Regions from separate parts of the Sus scrofa genome. Here regions 2 and 3 are each linked to region 1. The links are chromatin contacts, called in public HiChIP or PLAC-seq maps. All regions are on one chromosome and are shown on one strand. The core of a region is the stretch at or near the end of the contact, and the rest is flanking DNA. Distances in the headings are between cores, read along the strand shown. Region 1 holds the start of TP53INP2 (tumor protein p53-inducible nuclear protein 2). Region 2 overlaps PIGU (phosphatidylinositol glycan anchor biosynthesis class U). Region 3 overlaps PIGU (phosphatidylinositol glycan anchor biosynthesis class U).

Region 1 (2,700 bases), core at 135-2,634:
CCAGCTCCTCCAAGAGAGGAACCAGAAAACCCTGGAGACTCTGAGGATGTGTGTGCGTGGTTTTTCCCCAGGCATTTCTCAGGCTGCTGAGAATGCTGGGGACCTAGAGGATGGGATTGGCAGAATCCTGAGGGTGGAGCATTTGAAGGAACCTCTAAAAGGAAACTTGGATATGTTAAGTTTGATAGATAATGAAATTGAGGTCCAGAGAGGTAACATGACTTGCTTGAGGTCACACAGCAAGTTTGGGGAAAGTCAAGACTGTGCCTAGATCTCCCTGGGGAGGCTGAAGCATTCTGGGATTTAGACAGTCTGGTGCCTATAGAGAGTGGAGAGATTTGGGGCCTGGAACTATGGGTTCAAGTTCTGGCTCTGCCATTTGCTGTAGCTTTGTGACCTTGGGAAATCGCTTAGGCTCTCTGAGCCTGTTTCTTCAGCTGGAAAATGGGGAGGGGCATAACACCCATCTTTCAGGGTTGTTGTGAAGATCAAAAGACATATAAAGCACTATAGCACAGTGCCTCGCACTCAGTAAGTGTTCAATAAATATCAGCTACCGGTCTGGCAGCAGCAATAGTAGGTACTCAATATTTGCTCAATGCATTGCTGAATATAAATCTACATACTAAGCATGAGATTTGTTGAGTCTCAGTTTTCCCGCGTGTAAATCGAGGCTAATAATCAATCCCTGTCCCGTCACTTTTCTGTCCAGCCCCAGCAGCAAGGTGGGTTAAACAAGATGTGGAAACGTTCCAGTGCTGAGCACTCTCTAGCTCAGTGTTTATTCAGCCCAGAGCAATCCCTCTCCAAGTCCTACTCTGAAAAATATTCTGTCAGTCTAACCAACTCTCCTATACTCCCGGGTACACCCCTGGAACCGGGGAAGGGAGATGTGCCCCACCTCTCAAGCCTGTCCAGATGAGGAAAAATGGAGCGGCAGAGCAGATAATGCGTAGGGGTGAGAAGGTGAGGCAGAAAACGGAGGCCCGGGAGAAGGGCGGGGAGGAGGAGACTGGAAGGTCACGGATGTGGCGCGGAGTTGAGAAAAGGGTACAGACCGAGGGATTTGGATAGAGGATACAGGTGAACGGACAGGAGGGGCAAAGGCGCTGGGATATGCGGAGGGAGTACAGAAAGATGGGGATCCTGTAGAAGGAGTGGTAATTCTCCTCACTGAGAGGTCTGTGGGGTCGCCCAGGAGCAGGGGCTCCAAGCGCCCAGCAGTCGCGTCTCCGAACGCCCCACCCCCCAGCCTCCGGCTCGGAGTCTTGATCCCGGGAGGGAGCCACTAGCCAGCGAACCAAGGAGGAGGCGGGGAGGGGAGATCCGCAGCCTGGGATTGGCCGCCGCTTCGCCGGTCGCTGACGCGAGGCGGGCGGGCCCCTTTGTGACGTCACAATCAGCTGTTTGAACGCTCCAATTTGTGCTGTGAGCCCAGCAGCTGCTGCACAGACTCGAAGCCCAGCGGGCGAGCGCAGCAACCCGGAACGTCCGACCCGTACCCCCGCCGCCTCCCCGCCTAGCCCCCGCGATGCGGCGGGGCCTGTGATCAGCCGCGGACCCTAGGACACTCCGCCTCACAACTACCTCAGCGCCACCTCCGCCTGCCGCCCCGCCCCTGCCCCAGGTGAGTTCTGATCAGCTTTGGCCCCTGGGCTCCCGGGGCCCCAGAACACTCCCCGCTCCCCCAGCTCCCGGGTCTTTGTCTCTTTCCGCCGGCGGCCGCCGGGGCTGCACTCCCGCCTCTGGATTGGCTGCCGCCCGTCCGGTAGACTCTGACGTCTGCATATTTGCATATGACATTGAGACGTCACCAAGGCCGGGACCGCCCCCCCACCCCCTCCCGGCTCGGGTCGCCTGTCCTCCCGTGACCCGTCGGGCGCTGAGTCGGGACTGGGCCCACGGGTGAGGGACGCTGAAAGGCAGCGGGACCAAAAGGTCCTCCAGTTTTCTGGATTAATCCAAGAGCTGCGTTCAAGCCTCTGATCCTCTACTTTCTCCTTGCGACTTGAGAGAGGTTCAAACAGCGTTACTGGGTCTACATTGGGGGAGGGGGTTGTCAGGAGTTCAGGGGCGCCTGAAGCTTTGGCTCCAGCCGGATCGTTGAGGCAGCGCCAGATGGTGGTGGAATCCCCTCCCTCTGGCTCCAGGCTCTGCACCCCTGGACTAACATAATTACATCCTTCTAATCCCTGAAATGTGTGCAGCGCCTTAACTGAGGTCACGTCACTTCCCGAAAGGAGGGGTCTTAGACCCCATTTCACGGAAGGGAAAACTGAGGCCAGGAGCGGGCAAGTGGCTTACTCTAGGTCCTGCAGCCAATTAGAGTCATGCCTGCCTAGTGAGTGGCAGATGCATTAGCCCTGGGCACATACTTAGTATGAGCTTATTACAAGTAGTTACACATTCTCCTTCCACTGAGGACTGTACCTTGGGCTAAGCGCCATCCAAATTTGATAGGGCTCCTAGGAGATTGGGTCCCCTTTTGAAGCCCTGATCCTTACTTTATACCCTGGAGTTCCAGAGCCCAGTAAAATTACTCCCTCCCATCTGTTTTGACTGCAGAAAGGTGAGTCAGTGGCTGCATCAGGCTGTCTCCAGGGCCGATGTTGGGATGGGGTAGAGGTGAGAGTTCCCTTTGTTTGGCCCTTCTTTGCCTCCCAACATCAGAGTTGTCAGCTAGGAAGGACTGACCTGGCC
Region 2 (2,700 bases), core at 50-2,549, 70 kb before region 1:
CTGGCATAGGTTGGCAGCTTAAGCTCCGACTGGACCCCTAGCCTGGGAACTTCCATGTGCCTCCGATGTGGCCATAAAAAAAAAAAGGAAAAAAAAATAAGAAAGCAAGAAAGCATTAAGACCAGGGAAAATATAAATAAAAGGAAAAAGTAAAAGCCAGGGAAAGAAGACCAAATGGGTCTCCTATAGCACTGAAATAATCAGTTTTAAATCTGGCTCTGAGTTTCCTGGCAGACAAAGTGAAATGGGATATCAGTTACATAATTCTGATTTTCAGATAGGAAGAGACAAACCAGTGTCTCAAGGAGAGATTATAGTTACTATTCACAAATAAAGACCATAAATCTAACACCTCTCAGGGCTGTAAGATTAGGAGTTCTAAAGCCAAAGGCCCATAAATTGTTGGTGTTTTTTCCCAGCATTTATAGAGAGGCTCGTTACACAATCTTTAAAGAAATGGTTTTTGCTATTACAAAACTACCCCTGGAGACATACAAGTCCACAAGGGATTCATAATGTTGCCAAACCTCTGGTTCTATTAGGTAGTTCTCACCCTTATTTCTGAAATACATAGATATGAACTGATACCTCAAATTTGTTTGATGGGAGAAGAGAAAAAGATATTTCTAAATAGCAGGTGATGTTCAAGAAGTGGCTACGCAGGCCACCTATCTGGAATGCTGAATAGGAGAGTCACACACAAGGCGGAGGGTTGAATAAACTGTCCTCATATGGCCCCTTCTAAATCTGAAGTTCTAAGGTCATGTTTTTCCATGAGGAAACTTGTCTGCCCTGTTTACTGTGTATCGTATCCCTAGAAACTAGTTATTATTAATATTTACTATTAGTTGCCTAAATAATTATTCATATTTGCCTATCTCAGGAATATAAATAGGTGTAAGTTAAGAAAGAACATAATGGGCATCACAGAGAACTCCTAGAGAATTTTTTCATAGAGCCTCAGTAAATTCCATTCTCCCATACTGGTCACCCAGGTGGGATGGGTCTGTTTGGCACTTCACTGCAATTTTTTGAACTACAAATGGAGGACCAAATTGTACATGAAACACTGGAGTTGCTTGAAATAACAGCTGCACGAAGATCAGAATTTCGTGCAATCATATATCATAACTGAAGAAATTAATTTTTCTTTCTTTCTTTCTTTTTTTAAGAAAACTGGTTACAAGGAGGCCGGAGCCCAGATCAGGATGGAATGAAAAAGCATTTGTGAAGGGTTGATTGTGCATGTGCCTGTGTGAGGCTTTGTCCCAACAGAGACAGAATGGCTCTGTCTCTTTTCCTGGCCAGAACCCCAGTTGTGCAACAGAACTATAGCTAATACTGGATGACTAAGACTGCAGATCTCCAAAAATACAACAAACAACATGAAAAGGTCTCATCAGATTTTCCTCGCATTTGCTGGCACTGAGCCCTGTTTGGTCAGAGAATACTTACAACACGGCCACTTTCAGAGGGATGTGACGCATTTCCATAGGGGTCCGGATGAGTTCAGCCACATCTGGGGCATACTGGTCTAGTTCTAGGAGGAGTTTCTGCTTTTTGAACTGGAAAAAAGAAAAGTGACAAAATTACACGAAACAAATAACTTCCCATTGCTTTTACAGTGAAGACAAAAGTCCTTCCAGGGCCCACATGGCCCTCCTGACCTGGCTTTACCTCTCCATCATCTCACACCCACTCCTTGCACCTCTCACTTTGTGGGTTGGAGCACCATGAGTGTGCCACACCCCTCCTGCTCTCAGGCCTTTGTTTATTTTAATTTTTTTAATTTTTAATTTTTATTTTTTTAATTAAAAAAAATTTTTTTTTAATTTTAAGACCTTTGCATTTAACCTGGAACCACCTCTTTTTCTCTTTCTTTAGTTAACTCCCTAGGTAGACCTCAATTAAATCATCACTTCCTCAGAAAGCTGTAAAAATCTCCCTACTATATGCATTTTTTCATAGTACTATTTACACTAAAACTTTTAAATTTATGTGACTGACTAATAGCTTTCTCCTTCACGATACTATAAATTCCATGAGGCCAGGGATCATGTTATTTGCCAATATCTGGCACAGTGAGTAAACATTAACTATCTGCTGAATGGCTAAATAAATGACTGAATGGCAAAGTTTTCAGCCATTTTGAGGAGTTAGCATCAGTGGTCCAAGGACTCCAACGTTCCATCAGCAAAGTCAAATATTTTCATGCAAAGTGGAATGATTCCCTGAATGTCACAGTGTCCAAGCTCTCCTGTTTAAAGTTGTTCACTTCCTCTGAGGAAGTGGAGAATGACCACAATGAAGAGAAGAGGGAAGAGGGCTAGGTGTGGCTGGGCAGCTGGAGTGAAGAGTTAAGAGGGAGTGAGATGAGGGTGGAAAGCTCTGGCCTTCCCCATGTGTGCCCCAACAAGTTCATGGATATGCTGCAGAAGGAAAAAAAAGGCAGGCCACCCTATGAGCAAACATGGGTCAGACTACAGAAGGAAACAAACTCTGAACCCAAAATGGGTAGCCCTGCTGATTTAAGGAGCTTAGAGAATATAAAATCAATGTGACAACCCATTATAAAACAGAGTAATTCAGAGAAGCCAAAGTAGTATGTGATTAAAGACTTAATGGTGAAAAACACAGATGGCAACAGAATATACACTGTATCACACAATTTACATAAAGTTAAAAACATGCAAAATACTA
Region 3 (2,700 bases), core at 150-2,649, 110 kb before region 1:
TTATAAAATGGAAGTGATAATAATGCCTACCAGTAAGAGTTGCTGGAAGGGTTAGGCATGACTGTATTTCAAAAAGCCTAGACAGGAGTTCCTACAGTTGCTCAGCAGTAACAAACCTGACTAGTATCCATGAGGACGCAGGTTTGATCCCTGGCTTCGCTCAGTGGGTTAAGGATCTGGTGTTGCCGTGAGCTGTGGTATTGGTCGCAGACGTGGTTTGGATCCCACATTGCTGTGGCTGTGGTGAAGGCCAGCAGCTGCAGCTCCAGTTTGACCCCTAGCCTGGGAACTTCCACATGCTGCTGGTACGGCCCTAAAATGATTAAAAAAAATCCTAGATGTTAGCTCCGTTATGCTAGAGAAGAGAGCTCATAGGTAACTCCTTTGAGGGAAACTGATCAAAAGATTAAACATAGTTGCAGGTGGCCAGCTTCCCAACTAACACGTCCTGAGACCCTTTGGGCAAACTGTTACCAGGATGCTGATGGAGGACACCCAACAGGATCCACTTTTTCTAAGGATTCCTCCTCCTCCCCAAGCCCCACCTTTATCTAAAACGACTGGGCTCAGCAATAACATGGGTTCAAGGATCCCAAAGTGAAGCCAGGGGAAATATCAGGGCTCTGGAGCAACATCTCTGCAGCCTGCCCTCATGTGTGGCTCTACTGCTGGGTACAGCCATTGAAGCGACTGAAGACTGACTGGGCTCCCTGGGCAAAAATAAAACCTGATAGCAGATGTTTTGAAGGGTACCTGCAAAGCTACAAATGGCTCTGTGGACAAAAAAAAGCAGCAGGTCCAACCACTTACTTCAGCTTTATGGCTAAGGGGATGGTGTAGAAGAAGACGTTGATCTGAAACACACATACAAAGAAGAGGCTGAAGTGCTCAAACATCTCTGCAAAGAAGTACCAGAAGAGACCAATGTTTGGAGTGAGATCTGGAACAGAAAGTCTGGAATGAAGAAAACAAAGGCAGAGAAAAATGAGAACAAAATTATAAACAATCTGCTTTGACCTGGTTTTCTCCTGAAGGCTTTGGTCACTGCTGGGCAGTCAAGGACAACTTTGTCTCCACAGAAATCAGGATGTGAGGGGCTCTGCAGGCACCCCAGGCCCAGGTAATTAAAAAAATAATGGGCAGAGGCACAGAGAATAATAACCCATAAAAAAATATTACCTGAGCCAAACTCTGGCATGCATCAGAGATCTGAAACAAGGCAGGAATTCATGCCAGAAATCAAAACACCAGTCCCTCTTTTACTGTCCAGGATATGTATTTGTTCAAAGTCAGGAGGTACCCACACTGGAGCAAGAGAGGAATGGGTCTAAAACCAACAATGCCTATTTGGGGCATTCCAAAAACCTGTGTAGAAGACAAGCTCAGAGATCCTGTTCTCCCCATTCGTGCTCCACATGCCCACAAGCTGCAGCCAGAAGACTGAGTGCCTGACACTCTGCAGTGAGCCTTCCAGGGGCCTGAGGAACCACTGCCAGGTCCTGGCTAGGATCCCAGACCTTGTTTGGGAAATAAGGATTTATCTGGAAAACTTTTGGTCTGGTTATATCAGATAAAGATAGGCTGCAATTTCGGCTCTTCTACAAATTTTACATTATATTTTTTCTATTTAAAAAAATACAGGGTTGAAACTGATGTCAATTCACAATCTTAAAAGTACAATAAGTGGAGCGCAGAAAGGGAGAGAGAGAGGCAACAGTTCATGGTCAAATTTCACTGACGAAGGCCTCCACCCAGGGCAAGTCTTTGCTTCCTGCTGTAACTACATTTCCTTTTCTGTGAAATTAAGTACAGCACACAATCTGTGGACCAGCAGAAAACTAGGAAAAGCCTTTCATTGGGCATTCTAAACTCTTCTCCAAGGCAGAGCATGAAAAACTGAAGGTTACTGGTCATTGTTAGGCTCAGCCAAAATTTTACACAAATAAGCAGCGCAGACATAGATCCCTTTCCCACTCTGGCTGGTTTAAGTGTCTATCACTCACGGGGCTGTGAGTCCCATGCTTGGGCAGAGACTATCCTGAGAAATGTGGAAATGTCTACAGGATTCATCTTGAAAACCCATTTCTTTCTGTTTTTTGGGGGTTTGTTTGTTTTGGTCATGCCCACGGCATGTGAAGTTTCCAGTCCAGGGATGAAACCCAAGTTGCAGCAGTGACAACAGTAAATCTTTAACTGCTGGGCCACCAGGGAACTCTAAACCACACGGGAATTTCAATTTTCTCTAAAAGTCTGGCATATGGAAGACGGCTTTATTTTAAAACTGTTGGAGATCCTCTTGCAATGGAGATACACATCCATTCCTGTTTGGGATTAAGTCAGAATCTCCCAGTCAGAGGCTGGTAGTTGCTTTGGAAGTTCCCCGAAAGTGTTCCTCAACTGTAAGAGACCAGTGGTTCTCAAAGGGTGTTCCCTGGAACACATCACCTGAAAACTTACTAGAAATGCAAATTCTTGGTCCCTACCCCAGACTTACTTAATCAGAACCTCTGGAGGGAGTCCAGCAAGCTGGGTATTCAAGCCCTGCAGATGATTCTGATGCACGCTAGAGGCTAAGGACCACTGCTCTAGATGCTGCCTGTGCTTGCTCTCCCTCTGATTCCAGATGGAGGTGTGAACACTAAATTAACTTCTAGAGGGTTCTAATGAGGCCGTTACTTACATGAAGCCATAGACTGCAGG

The links. HiChIP or PLAC-seq counts read pairs in DNA pulled down with a chosen protein or histone mark.
Region 2: an H3K27ac HiChIP or PLAC-seq map of skeletal muscle shows a contact between it and region 1. The contact joins the enhancer-like site here to the promoter of TP53INP2 in region 1. A contact is called at or near these places in 1 of 5 promoter capture datasets (liver), 4 of 47 Hi-C or Micro-C datasets (embryonic fibroblasts, liver and skeletal muscle) and 2 of 2 datasets of contacts at active chromatin or transcription factors (alveolar macrophages and skeletal muscle).
Region 3: an H3K27ac HiChIP or PLAC-seq map of skeletal muscle shows a contact between it and region 1. The contact joins the enhancer-like site here to the promoter of TP53INP2 in region 1. A contact is called at or near these places in 1 of 5 promoter capture datasets (liver), 6 of 47 Hi-C or Micro-C datasets (heart right ventricle, liver, psoas muscle and 1 more) and 1 of 2 datasets of contacts at active chromatin or transcription factors (skeletal muscle).

What each region holds. Positions count from the first base shown.
Region 1 is chr17:38,102,805-38,105,504 of Sscrofa11.1, forward strand. TP53INP2 (tumor protein p53-inducible nuclear protein 2) reads left to right here and starts at 1,385. Exons shown (of 4, transcript XM_003359949.4): 1 at 1,385-1,627.
Region 2 is chr17:38,033,027-38,035,726 of Sscrofa11.1, forward strand. PIGU (phosphatidylinositol glycan anchor biosynthesis class U) reads right to left here. Exons shown (of 12, transcript NM_001185136.1): 5 at 1,456-1,565. Among named protein-coding and RNA genes, the nearest start is that of PIGU, 47 kb to the right of the region's middle. Within about 2 kb of position 1,300, at least 24 of the 83 cell types and tissues checked have an H3K27ac peak or open chromatin away from gene starts, as enhancers often do. A contact at or near this core is called in liver and skeletal muscle, where this site is marked.
Region 3 is chr17:37,988,347-37,991,046 of Sscrofa11.1, forward strand. PIGU (phosphatidylinositol glycan anchor biosynthesis class U) reads right to left here. Exons shown (of 12, transcript NM_001185136.1): 8 at 2,681-2,700; 9 at 811-954. Among named protein-coding and RNA genes, the nearest start is that of MAP1LC3A, 32 kb to the left of the region's middle. Within about 2 kb of position 1,400, at least 26 of the 83 cell types and tissues checked have an H3K27ac peak or open chromatin away from gene starts, as enhancers often do. A contact at or near this core is called in liver and skeletal muscle, where this site is marked.